Regions from separate parts of the Mus musculus genome. Here regions 1 and 2 are each linked to region 3. A link is a contact called in public Hi-C and promoter capture Hi-C data. All regions are on one chromosome and are shown on one strand. Each heading gives the region's core, a stretch centred on a gene start, on an enhancer-like site or on the middle of the called end of the contact. The rest is flanking DNA. Distances are from core to core; before and after follow the strand shown. Region 1 has its middle 48 kb from the start of Fchsd2. Region 2 holds the start of P2ry6 (pyrimidinergic receptor P2Y, G-protein coupled, 6). Region 3 overlaps Fchsd2 (FCH and double SH3 domains 2).

Evidence for each region. Promoter capture Hi-C pulls out the DNA fragments that hold promoters and counts their contacts. Hi-C and Micro-C count contacts between places; a contact is called where the count stands out from the background.
Region 1: a contact with region 3 is called in a Hi-C map of germinal center B cells, with 4 times the contacts expected there. The contact joins two enhancer-like sites. A contact is called at or near these places in 1 of 15 datasets of contacts at CTCF or cohesin (CD8 T cells), 92 of 484 Hi-C or Micro-C datasets (the 63-12 cell line, the AML12 cell line, B cells and 59 more) and 19 of 115 datasets of contacts at active chromatin or transcription factors (CD8 T cells, the HPC-7 cell line, Th17 cells and 14 more).
Region 2: a contact with region 3 is called in a promoter capture Hi-C map of the HPC-7 cell line. The contact joins the promoter of P2ry6 here to the enhancer-like site in region 3. A contact is called at or near these places in 5 of 39 promoter capture datasets (the C10 cell line, the HPC-7 cell line, cranial neural crest and 2 more), 1 of 15 datasets of contacts at CTCF or cohesin (the NIH/3T3 cell line), 9 of 484 Hi-C or Micro-C datasets (the G1E-ER4 cell line, embryonic stem cells, nephron progenitors and 1 more), 5 of 115 datasets of contacts at active chromatin or transcription factors (bone marrow-derived macrophages, embryonic stem cells, large pre-B cells and 2 more) and 3 of 9 other capture datasets (adipose tissue, embryonic stem cells and liver).

The regions. Positions count from the first base shown.
Region 1 is chr7:101,059,241-101,063,301 of GRCm38.p6, forward strand. It overlaps the pseudogene Gm5735. Among named protein-coding and RNA genes, the nearest start is that of Fchsd2, 48 kb to the right of the region's middle. Within about 2 kb of position 1,416, at least 92 of the 459 cell types and tissues checked have an H3K27ac peak or open chromatin away from gene starts, as enhancers often do. A contact at or near this core is called in the 63-12 cell line, B cells, CD8 T cells and 11 more, where this site is marked.
Region 2 is chr7:100,962,388-100,966,799 of GRCm38.p6, forward strand. P2ry6 (pyrimidinergic receptor P2Y, G-protein coupled, 6) reads right to left here and starts at 1,979. Exons shown (of 3, transcript NM_183168.2): 1 at 1,832-1,979.
Region 3 is chr7:101,210,825-101,215,255 of GRCm38.p6, forward strand. All of the region lies in intron 8 of Fchsd2 (FCH and double SH3 domains 2), which reads left to right. Among named protein-coding and RNA genes, the nearest start is that of Gm50587, 46 kb to the right of the region's middle. Within about 2 kb of position 2,902, at least 48 of the 459 cell types and tissues checked have an H3K27ac peak or open chromatin away from gene starts, as enhancers often do. A contact at or near this core is called in the 63-12 cell line, B cells, CD8 T cells and 11 more, where this site is marked.

The DNA of each region.
Region 1 (4,061 bases), core at 166-2,665, 150 kb before region 3:
TTCTAGGTACCCGGATGGATGGCTGTTCAAGTCCCTGCTAAGAGCTGCCAGAGTGTGTGCATACAGCTGTGCGTACTCCTCAGTAGAATGCAAATCATCTCCAGATTATGTGTGACACCTAATGCAATGCAAATAGATGCCACACTGCATTGTCTAGGGAATAGTGGCAAGAAGTCAAAGTCTGTGGATGCACAGAATCATCTGCATATTGAGCTTCTAAAGAAGGGGTGGCCTGAGTCTGTGAAAGGAGAACTGAAAATTCGGATGGACGATTAATACCGTAATACCAGCAGCAGGAAGTTAAGGTGTAGGGTGACAGATTGCATATATATATATGCATACATATACATATACATATATATAGATATATACATACTCCTATTTTATGAATTTTCTTCAGTGAACAGAGAAAAATGAGAGGTAAAAAAAGTGCTCGTGTATGGGGCTGGAGAGATGGCTTAGTGGCTAAGAGCATTTGCTGCTCTTGCAGAGAACCCAGGTTCTCCTGGCCTCTGAGGGCACCTGCAAGCACATGACATACATACTGAGAAGCAGGTGTGTGCACGCACATAAAATTTATAAAGCTAAATGCCAGTTTAGATGGAGAAATAAAGTAAGCAACTGTTTTCATTTTAAAAGAAGGAAGAGAGCCAGGTGGTGATGGCATACTCCTTTAATCCCAGCACTTGGGAGGCAGAGGCAGGCAGATCTCTGTGAGTTTGAAGCCAGCCTGGTCTACAGAGTGAGTTCCAGGACAGCCAGGGCTACACAGAGAAACCTTGTTTTGAAAACAACAGCAACAAATGGAAAAGGAAGAAGGGGGAGGCAGGGAGAGGAGGGGGGAAGGCGGGGGGGGGGGGCAGGGTGGTGGTGGAAGAGAGGTGTGTGTGTGGGAGTTCTTGGTAAAGTTATTTGATTCTTAGCACAAATACAAAAGTAAAATCAAAGCAGCCACATTTACACTCACAATGCCTTCTCCATGCTTTAAGAATGCTTATGTTTGAGCATCTGTGTGGTGAGGTGTGTTAATCTGGTAGACTTGTATGTGAGAGCATGGGTGCACGTGTCCTTGCACTTGCAGGGAGGCCCGAGGAGAACGCAGAAGAATGTCCTAAGCCTTTCCAGACAGGGTTTCTCACTGATGGGCAAGCCCCAGGGATCCTTTTGCTTCTACCTCCCAGAAGCTAGGGTTATAGGCTAGATATAGATAACTCCAGCTTGAGGGGTTTTTATCAACTTGACACAAGCTGGAGTTATCTGGGAAGAGGAATCTTAGTTGGTAAAATACCTCCATCCTATTGTCTGTAGGCAATTAATGATTGACATGGGATGACCCAGCCCAATGGGGCAGGGCCATTCCTGGGCAAACGGGCATTGGTGGTATAAGAAAGCAGCGAGCAAGCCCCTGCCGAGCAAGCCAGGAAACAACATTTCTTTGTGGTTTCTGCTTTAGTTCCTGCCCCAACTTCCTTCCAATGAAGTGCTGTAAGCTGTAAAAAAAAAGAAACCCTTTCCTTCCCAAGTCGTGGTATTTCATCATAGCAACAGAGACCTATGTTAAAAACAAAACCAAAAAAACTTAGTGATGGAATCTGAACCTAGGTCTTCATGCTTGTCCAGTGTTCTCACACACGGAGTCACCAACGGAGTCTCACGCGGCTCAGGCTGACCTCGAACTTCCAACATAGCTTGTTACAAACTTGGCCTCCTTATCCTCCTTCCTCTACTTGCCTAATGCTGTTACCAGCATTTGCCAACGCACCAAGCTCTCCATGGGTTTCACAGCCTGTTCCTGAACTGAGTACCATTCACTCTTGCAAGACAAAGGTTTAACTCCAAATCCGTGACCTCTACCCTGCAGGTCCCCATCAAAGCATCCCTGATTCTCATCCAGTAGAGTGGTCCTCTACTATTGTGCCTGCGGCCTCTACTATTGCGCCTCCGGCCTGCCTGCATGGAATAGCTTTTTTTTTTTTTTTTAAGTTCTTCACATTTTTATTCTTTGTGCACAAAGACTAGCATGATTGGTTCTGCTTGGTAATCAGTCGAACAATCCATTCAAGGTCGCTTAGTCCAACTTAGTCCTTAGTCATTCGCGTACTGCCGGAAGCACTGGCGGCACAAGTTCAGCCCGTATTTGCGGATCAGACCGTGGCGGTTAGAGCAGACGCGGCAAGAGCGGGAACCCTGGCCGAACTTCCGTGGGTGACTCCAGTAGAGCTGCTGGTGACCCATCTTAGCATTTTTATCCCCAGTGCCCAGCTCATTCCTTCTATCCCCAGAGAGTTCTGAGTGGGATCTCCAGAGGGATTCAAGTCCCATGGATTGGACCCCAGGTGGCGCTGTCTGCCCGTGAAAGAGTCGAGGAAACCCAGAACCCGGAGCCTCTGGTCCCGGCAGCCAGCGATGAAACCTCAAATTCCAATCCTGCTTGTCCTCGCAACATCACCCCATGAAACATCATCCCACGCAACGCATCCATGCCTGGTTTATTCTCATTCTCTCTCTCTCTCTCTCTCTCTCTCTCTCCACCTCCCACTTCCCCAACCCCACTCCACCCGCCAAATGACAACTTTCAGGAGTTGGTTCTTCTTCCATCCTTCGGGTCCTGAGGAGCAAACTCAGGTTGGTTGGCTTTGCAGCAAGTAGCGTTATCCACTGAACCATCCTACCAGAACTCGGCGCCTGGTTTTACATTTCAGCATTTCAAGGCTGGATGCCAGAAGAAGTGGGTAACCCGCAGGCTATCCCAGCTGTTTCCTGGGGGACCTAACTTTCCCAGAAAATGGCATGAATATCGTTATTTCTTTCAGAATGCCACCTAAGTCTTTCTGAGGAGACGCTACTCCCCTATCTGGTACAAACCCTCTTACCTCCCTCCTTGTTGGAAAACATGGCTACGAAGTACAAGGTTCTGATTCTGAATCTAGCCCTGGTGTGCTCATTTCCCCAAGCTTTAGGGACCCTGTGTGTGACACGCAGACTAGCCCCAGCACTCTGGGCTACCAGTCCCCAGAATCTCTGCTGATTGAGAAAGGCAAGAGGTGTGGCCAGTCAGCATCTTGGCTAAGGGCAGGCTGCCCTGGAGTTGCCAGAAGGAAAACATTTTCCGGGAGCCGGAAGGGCTGGCAGAACCCAGGGCCGGGTGGAGAGACCACAATGGACCCTTGTGTGGTGGTTTAGCTTGGACTCACCCGCAGGCCCAGCTTCTAGGGCAGGGTGGGCCCTGTTTTCTGATCTGCAGCCAGACCCAGCTCCTAAACAACCCGCCCTGGGCCCAGACAGGAGCCAGAACTTTGCTTCAAGTCCAGAGGGTGTGAAGCACACAGGCCGGTGTCCAATGGCTTACTCTCCTCTGTCAGCCTTCCTGGAATCCTCCTGGCTAAAAAACTTCACATAAGCTTTGAAGGCCCATCTTCACAACCAGAAAGGCATCCAGCCCTGGGAGGTTTCTCCTTCAGGCCACCTAAGGGAGCTCAGAGCAGACCACGGTGTCCAGCCTGTGGTGACTTTGTTAATTATGCCTGGATTCTAGCCGGGCATGGTGGCACATGCCTTTAATCCCAGCATTTGGGAGGCAGAGGCAGGCGAATTTCTGAGTTTGAGGCTAGCCTGGTCTACAGAGTGAGTTCCAGGACAGCCAGGCTACACAGAGAAACCCTGTTTCCCAAAACCAAAAACCAAAAACCAAAAAAAAAAAAAAAAAAAAAAAAAAAGCCCAGAGTCCATCTTCAAGGCTTAGCTTCTCTACCCCAGGAAGCCTCAGTTTCCCCCTCTGCCAAGAGAGTTGGTAATTCACATCTGAGGGACAGAGATGCTGAGAGGGTATTTGAAGTGTCTGGCCTAGCCTCTGTCTCAGGAAAACACCCACCCAAGCCAGGCCAGACGGCTTGTGGCAGCCTGATGGTACTGTCAGAGATCAGGCCCTGGGCTCTGAATCTCCTCTGAAGCAGCGGACAGGAAGTCCTCCAGAGCACCCTGTGGACTGTACCCAACAATTCCCTTCTCTGAACCTTGAACTAATCATGCTTCAGGACAAAGGTCCTGCCCTTGTAAGCCTC
Region 2 (4,412 bases), core at 729-3,228, 250 kb before region 3:
TAACCTCTGAGCAATCTCCCCAGTCACACACTTTCAGCTTTGCATCAAAGGAGTTGTTTGCTCCTTCATTGAGGTGTTCACTCAGCCAGACAGCCAGCACATTAGCCAGGCTGCCACAGTGAAAACCGAGTTAGGTCTTAGGAACTGAAGTCTAGTATTGCCACCAGCAGGCTGAATTCCATGAATTCTGAGATAGGCACTTCTCCTCACAGACCTCCATCTCCCTGTCTGTAAAATGGAATACTAGTAGCATCTCCAGAAGACATTGGAATATCACAAAGATTCAATGGGACAACTGAGGTTCCCAGCCAGCTCTGAGACTCAGAGGGAGGGTGGTGGCATAGAGGAGCCAGGCAGATTCTCAGCACTGAAGACAGTCCTATAGGGACCCCCACCCCCCAGTGAAGTCTGTAGGAACAGTTCCAGGGTGAGGCAAGAGGACAGGCTAGAGATAATAGTTAGTGTTAGTTTCTAGACTATGACCCCCCAACTCTTCCTGGTAAACTAACAAATAGTAAGGATATACCAAAAAAAGAAAAAAAGAAAGAAAGAAGAGAAGAGAAGAGAAGAGAAGAGAAGAGAAGAGAAGAGAAGAGAAGAGAAAAGAAAAAAAGAAAGAAGGAAAGAAAAAAATTTCTCCAGGCTGGCCTTGAACTCATTACGTAGCTGAGGATGACCTTGAATTTCTGATCCTCCTGCTTCTACATCCTGAGTAGGGGCATGACAGATACTCACTGCCATGCCCAGTATCTTGTAGTGCTGAGGATCCAGCCCAGGGCTTCAGACATGCTTTGCAACAAGCTGAGCTTCATCCTAGCCAAATGGAGTCTCAGCAGTAGAAACTCCCACTGGCACTGGAGCTACACACACTCACGAACTACACATCCACACCTTTGTCTTGCACACACATGCAGATGCACCATGGAAGGCATAGCACTTGGTACATGCATGTAATCCTAGCGCTGGGAAGGCTGCGCCAGGTACAAAGCTAGCTTCGTACGTTCCGGAGGTAGCAGTACCAAATATGGGGCGCCTGCCTGCCTTTCCTCCGTCAGGATCAGCAGAGGCAAATGTGAACAGAAACCCTCAGAAGGATTTAGCCCTGCTCCCAGATACATCCAATTACTCTGCTTTTCTTCCCCTTAACAAGCAGTGCCTGGACTCAGGGAATCCGTTTTCCCAGTGGAGTTAACCTCAGGCTACATTGTATTTTAGCATCCTTCCTGCTAGTTCCTGCCAAGGCGCCTGAGCAGCTCTGAGAGTCCCGCCCAGCCCCTCCCCAAGGGACCCTCTTTACTCTCTAAAATTTGACACACACAGAGTTTTGGGTTTTTTTTTTTTTTTTTTTGAGATAGGATCTTTCTGACCTGCAACACACAAGAGATGCACTATGCAGAAGAGGCTAGTCTTGAACTCACAGAGATTGCCTACCTCTGCTGGGATTAAACACATTTATATGCTATATCATCTAGCATAGACAATACTCAGGCACATGCTCAGCTACTTGAACTCACAGGTAAGAAGTTGAGGCCCAGAAAGGGGAAAAAATGTCATGTTTCATTCAGAAGTCAAACTCTGACCTCTGCCTCAGTATTCCACCTCCCCACCCAAGACACAGTCAGGTCCCCATTTCCTTGCCTCCTCCACTCCAGGCCTCTGTGCCTTGTCCCCCGGTGTTGTGCAGCCTAGTTCTGGGCAGAACTTGGTAGAGGAAATAAGAGGAAGGGAGAAGGCCCCACACCCACCCACACCTGCTCAGCCTTCTGCACCCAGCCCGGGACTGCAATGGTGTGCACAGCGGGCAAACACTGGAGGAGGGAAGCACCCTTACCTGAAAACTCCCTCTGACACAGCAACCGCCTGCAAGCCATGAGAACTGGAGCAAGCTAGACTCCCGAAGCAGCCCCTGCCACCAGGCAGTTCTTGTGCCCCAGAGTGCAGGAGTCTGGGAGGTGGCAGATGAGGTAACTGGGACTACCAGGAGGGGAAGTGACACTGTCTCTCAGGCCTCAATCTGGAGATCTTGCTCAAGTGTCTGGCACAAGGCTGAGTCAGCCACTGCCGGACTAGGAGCAAGTCACCCCTAGCTCTGCCCACTCAGCCTAGCGATGGGGACCGTCGGACCATCAGTTTAGCCTGAGGGTTCCTGGGAAGATGGAAGGAGGGAGCACTCAAGGCCCAGGGCTGGGCACAGGGAGGCTCCTAGCTACACACCAGCTCCCCTCCTGGCCTCTCTCAAGTTTGGACAGAGCCTGGCTCCTGCTCATTACTGCCACAGGGAACAATTACCCTGGTTTCTCAGCAGTGCCTGGAAGGCTCATTAAGAGAGACCCAGACCCCAAGATTAAGGAATCTGTTGTCTGTGACTCCAACCATGCATGTCCAGACACCACTCTCCAGGGACCAAGAATGGCTCCTCAGAAAGAGGGTGGCTTGGAAGAAGGGCAGAACAGGGGTGACTCTTCCTCCCTAACCTCCATCCATCCTGGGGCTTGGGCAGGACCAGCAGAAGGCAATGGATAGCTCTGCCTGGGTACTTGACTGGCCCGGACAGCCCCTCCCTGTCAATCGGATTATCCCCTATCCCCTTTCTCCTCGTCTGGTGTCATTTACTAGGAGTGAGAGTGCAGAGCAAAGTCTCTGATCGGAGGTGAGAGCTTTAGAGAAAAATCAAGAGAGGTGTGTTGAGTAGAGTTAGGGTCTCCTCAAGTGGACTGAACTAGGATTTACTAGGTCTCCGTTTCCTGTACCACTTTCTGTCTCTCTCTGGAGAAGTCCACCCAGCCTGGAGGAGACCGTACCTCAAGCCCTACAGGATGGAAGCAGGCCAGGAGCTAAGGCCAGGCAGGCTCCTGGGCCCTGCTTCAGTTCGGAACGCCAATGCTTTGATTTGTGCCCAGAGCCTGGCCTGCAAGCCCTCTGCAGGCCAGAAGAGGAAATACACCCTCTGACCTACCCCAGCAGAGGGGTGGCTCTGGGGCCTTGCCTGGGTTCCAAGACAAGGCAGAGGTGTCTTGTCCCTTGGTCCTCTTCCCTGGCATGTATACATGAAAGAAGAGCCTCACAGTGGAGTTGTGTGAGGGAGCTAACACAGCTCCAGGTGTAGGAAGATCAAGATTCCCTACACAAAGCTTGCTTGGTGGTCCTAGCCTGCCCCATCCCCTAGGCTCCCAACCAAGCCCATTTTTCATACTCTAAGCCCCAGAGGCAGAAAGCATTTTCCCTTAGCCCAAGGATAAGATGGCACTGGTTAACTCTGCTTGAATTTGCTGTGTGACCTTAACCAGTGTCTGTCCCTCTCTGGATCTCAGTTCTCCTATCTGTAAGATGTAGTAGTAATAGCAATAGTAATAGTAGCAGCTGCAGTAGTAAGAATGATGATGATGATGATGATGATGATGGTGGGGTGATGATGATGATGGTGGTGGTGGTGGTGATGATGATGATGGTGGTGATGATGATGATGATGATAATAAATGAAGGCACCCACATCTTGGTGGTACCATGAATGGTCATCACAGTAACTAAAAGGCAATGTGCAGACCAAGATAACAGAGGGTATCACACGTTCCTCACATCCTGAGACCCTGATCTCTCAGGGCCCCTGGCAGCAGGCCCATTCTCTTGATAAGAAGTAAGTGTGACTTCATAGAAAACAAAGAAGTCGCTACTCCCACCCAATAGCAGGCCACTGACAGGAAGATCCCTCTGTCCCTGTGTAGGGAAAATCCTGAAAAGGAATACTGCAGTGGGGGGGGGGGGCAAAGTATCCAGAGGGTCAGCTCCCAGGCGAGAGGACGTGGCAGTCAACCTGGAGGAATGCTGGGCACGCACACTTGCGGGCTGGTCAGGGAGTGCGTTCACCTCTACATTGTGGGGTACAGTGCTTGTGTGCATCTGTGCCTTTGCTGTGCTGTCTACATACCTCACTCCAGGGTACCCCAGAATTCCCAGTCCACAGCAGTGTTTTCCCAGGCCCGCAATTCCAGGGCAGCTCAGATGCCATAGGAGATTTGTAAGGTGGCAGCCACCACAGGCTCCTCGACTTTCCCCAGAACAAAAGCAGTTGCATAAGAAGAGGAGGAAGGCTTAGGGGATTAAGCAGGCTCTGCCAGATCAGCCCTGGGTGTGGGCTTCTCTGGAAGGGCCAAAAGCCCCACTATCCTCAGACCTTTAGTGGCCCAAAAGCAATGGGCACTGAGCCTTCTTCTACAATGACCTCTCTGCCTCGAGCCACCTACAATAAGTCAGACACTCCCACACAGCCAGGCTACCCTGAGAGCCCTGTCCCTGGTGACCACTGCTGGATCAAGCTCACTGCCTTCCTTCTGGCCTTCCTTGGGTATATTTACCCCTTGCAGAACTGTGCTTCCTGCAGCAATAGATGAGAGCTCTCCCTGCCCACTGAGGAT
Region 3 (4,431 bases), core at 1,652-4,151:
AGAGTTTTTTTGGATTTAGTAACTTGTTTGGAAAGGTTTGAGTAAAGAGAGACCTGGAATTATTACCTTCAAATCACTTGGTTCATTTCTCAGAAGTGTTTATTTCTCAACTACACATACTTCCTATATTTAAAACAGCACCCAGACAAGACCACAGAATTAGCTGGAAACACCTGCGTTCACTAGGCCTATAGAGTAAGCAAAAAAAAAAAAAAAAGGAAAGACAAAGATCATATTTTAAAAATGCACATGAAAGTCTAGTCTCTGACATTGTAGTATTGATGATGGAAAGAATTAGGTGTGAGTAAGGCACAATTCACAGGCATGGTGTCTTCCCATTCCCAGGTCACCATGTATCTGCTTATTCCATGGTGAAACCAACTCAAAAGTACTTTAAATCAGAGGTGGGCAAGAATGATGAATGACAGATATGGATGTCCTGCCCAGCCAGTTCATTCATTCTCAGATTTCTGGTTAGCCTTCTGCAGCTTCAGAAATCTTACCAAAGCTTTTTCTATCTGCATTTTATCGGAGTATATTTCAACCCCTCAAGTTTCTTCATTATTGCGTACTCTGTGCTGATCTTCCATATCTACCACCAACTTTATCAAGGCTGAGAGAACTTTTGAGTAGCCTACAAAATGGATGCTATAGTACTGAGAGTTGTAACTTTTAAAAAAAAAGGGACATGGCAAACAGGTTTCACTTAAGGACCAGATATAATAAGTGAATTTTATGTTTAGTTAAAAAAAATTTTTTTAAGATTTATTTATTTATTATATGTAAGTACACTGTAGCTGCCTTCAGACACTCCAGAAGAGGCTGTCAGATCTTGTTACGGATGGTTGTGAGCCATCATGTGGTTGCTGGGATTTGAACTCAGGACCTTCGGAAGAGCAGTTAGTGCTCTTAACCACTGAGCCATCTCTCCAGCCCCTTTAGTTAAAATTTTAAGTGAGACATATTTTTGTTTCAAGTTTAGTAAGTTAATTTGGATGAAATTTATTTAGTGATATGGTAGCATTATTTTATTCTTATAGTATATGGCATGATAATTTTCACAGTGACATTTTCACACACTCAGACTCATACTCACTGTTATACTTAGTTATTTGCCCTTCACCAACCTCTTCCAGTTTAGATCCTTTCCTCTTCTTTTATAATTCTCTTTCTACATTTATGTCATGTGTGTGTGGGGTCAGAGGTGCATGTTGTGCCCATGTAAATTTAATCTAGATTCTACAGATGAAAAATGCAGTGTTTGTTATTCTGAGTCTGGTTTATTTTACTTAACATAATCTCTGGTTCCATCCATTTTCATGCAAAAGTCATCATTACATTCTTCTTTACAGCTTAATAAAATCCCATTGTTCATGTAAGTATTCATTTTTATAGCATCTTTTTATTCATTCAGCTTTTTAGTCTGGTTCCATATTTGGCTCCATTTTGAATTGATTTTTGGTCAGATTAAGGATCTAGTTTCGCTCTTATATGTGGACACCTAGTTTTCAAAGGACCATTTGTTAAATTCCTTCATTTCCAATGAGTATTTATGATGATTTGTCTAAGATGGGTGCTTATTAATGTGTGGGTTTATTTCTGGGTCCTCCATTCTGTTCTATTGCTTTATGTCTGTTTTGTGCCAGTACCATGCTGGCTTTGTTATTATAGCATATTATCTTTCATATAGCTATAAATGAGGCGTTTTACTCAGTTACAAGAAGATTTAGTATCACATAAGCTCAAAGCTGATGTTATTGAGAGGAGTTAGCTTTCCAAGTTCAGATGCTTTAAAATTTTAATTTGAGCTGGGCATGGTGTTGTGCAGCTTTAATCCCAGCACTCTATAGTGGAAGGCAGAGGCAGGCTGATTTCTATGAGTTCCCGGCTAGCCTGGCCAATATAGTGAGTTCTAGGACAGCCAAGGGTTAAATAGAGAGACCCTGTCTTAAAATAAAATTGAATTTGAGATTAGAGATCTTAACACAAGCTATTAATGGAATTGAGAAGTATGTGGAACACTAAGATCTGGGGTTTGCTTGCTGCCCTAGTTTCTGGGCATGTTAGGTCTTCTCTGCATCATGTCTCAAAGAATTTCCTTCCTAATAGCCTTTCTGACCGAGAACTATCTTGTGTCTTCTAGCACATTAATTTTCTTACTATCTAGTACCTTCTTTGTTTCAACTTCTATTGAGACACCAATACATAAGTTCCTCTTGCCCTTTCCACTTTTAGTAACACAAGTTTTGAAATTTCATGTAAAACAAGTAGAAGAGTAGTTGTGTTTACATCGAGACATCTAAGGCTTTAGATAAGGTGAACTCTTGACCATAGGAAGAAGTCATGCCAGGTGTATCAGTTCAACCTTGCAATATAAGCACATGGATGTTCAGGGTGACTAAGACAAGAATCACTTTGGTTTCAAGGCCAGCATGTGTTACCATATGAGACCTTGTTTCAAAATTCTGAATTCAAATAACTATGTATGTATGCATTGTTTTGCTACAGGAGCCCTCCTCCAAAGTACACTGATCATTTCACTCTGCTTGTGAACTGGTGAGATCTTCTTTACCCATCTGCAGAACTGTGGCTAGCAATACCCTGTGCATAAATTGCAGTAGAGGGGTTCTTCAGATACACATTTTTCTTTTTACCTTTCATCATCTTACTAATGAAACTCAGTGTCTCAGAAGTAACTTCTTACATTTCTTAGTTAATTTATCACTTCAAAGTAAAGATGAGGGTATAAGTAAGGAACAAGAGAGGGCGACAGAAATAGATCAGCAGGTAAGAGCTTTGTTCTTACAGAGAACCAGGGTTCAATTCCCAACACCCACATGGTACCTCACAACCATCTGTAACTCACAGAGGATCTGACACCTCCTTCTGATCTCACAGGCACCAGGCATATGAGTGGTGCATAGACATACATGTGAGCAAAACATTCATACATATAAAATAACATAAATAAATCTTAAGAAAAAGAGAACAAGATTACAATAGTTTCTACTCTGAACCAGTGAAAACTAATATTAGCTTTCCCCTTAGAGACCTTATTTATCTTTCTAGCACTAAAATAGAGAGTGTTTGCTTTGTCTTGAGTGACCAAGCAGGACCAATACAGTTGTGGTTCATGGGGAGTTTCCAGAGGACACTTTTGGTGCTCTTCCTCCTCCTAGCCTTTGGTAAAATATGCAAATGTACCAGGAAACTGGGGAGGTTTTTTTTGTTGTTGTTCTTACCCCGAATAGAACTCTTCTAAACTGTACCTGTTGAGAGTGTAAATTCAGAAGTTTGTTTTTTAAGTGAAGGAAGCATATGGGGTTTTTGTGTGTGTGTGTGTGTGTGTGATTTTTGTCAGCTAGGATTTTTTTTCCATCAGCTGCACGGAAAAGGGAATTTTATCTGCTATACTGGGTTTGCCTCATTTCCTCTTAAGCCATGATTAATTGCAGCTAGATATTTAGAATTTATAAGACTGAAAATAGACTTCAAGTCAGTGGAAAAGTGAAAGATTATGAAAGATAGAATGTTTAGACTCTTAAAAAGTGCTTTTTAACCAAAGAGTACACACCAGGGACCCATGGCTCCAGCTGGATATGTAGAAGAGGACTGCCTTATCGGGCATCACTGGGAGGGGAGCCCCTTTGTCCAGTGGAGGCTCAATGACCCAGGGTAGGGGAATGCTAGGGCAATGAGGCAGGAGTGGGTGGGCAGATGGAGGAGCTCCCTCATAAAGGCAGGGGGATGGGGGAGAGGATAGGGGTTTGTGGTGGAGAAACTGGGAAGGAGGATAACATTTGAAATGTCAATACATAAAATAACCAATAAAAAATGTAAAAAATAAAAGGGCTTTTTACAGCATACCAGCCTATATTTGATAGTATATTTGTGAAAAATAGACAAAAATATGAGTGAATATTTATCCAAGCTTAGTGAGTGTTAGAGTGTGATTTTAAAGCAAAGACAAGTGATACATGGAAAAATAGTAATAGATTTAACAATTCCAAATTTTAACACCCTCCCTCAAGTACACACACGCACACGCACACCTATATGAATTTATGTGCACCATGTACATGTAGGTGCCCACGAAGGCTAGAGGGAATCAGATCCTCTGGGAATTAGAGTCACAGACTTGTGAATTGCCTGCCTGATGGAGGTGCTGGGAACCTAACTCTGGTCCTCTGCAAGAGCAGCAAGCACTCAACCTTTGAGCCATCTCTTAGCCACAACAAACTCAGTTTTTAAAAATGCATGACAGTAACAATACGTGACAATTGAGCTAAATGCTTTACATTAAGTCTTGTGCTTTACATCTAGGTGAGGGTCCTAGCAGACAGGAGGGTTAGAGATGCTGCCCTAAAACACAAGGTTTATAATCCTGGCCTGCTTCCCAGTCTTGCAGCACATCTCCTTGCTGCTTTCTAC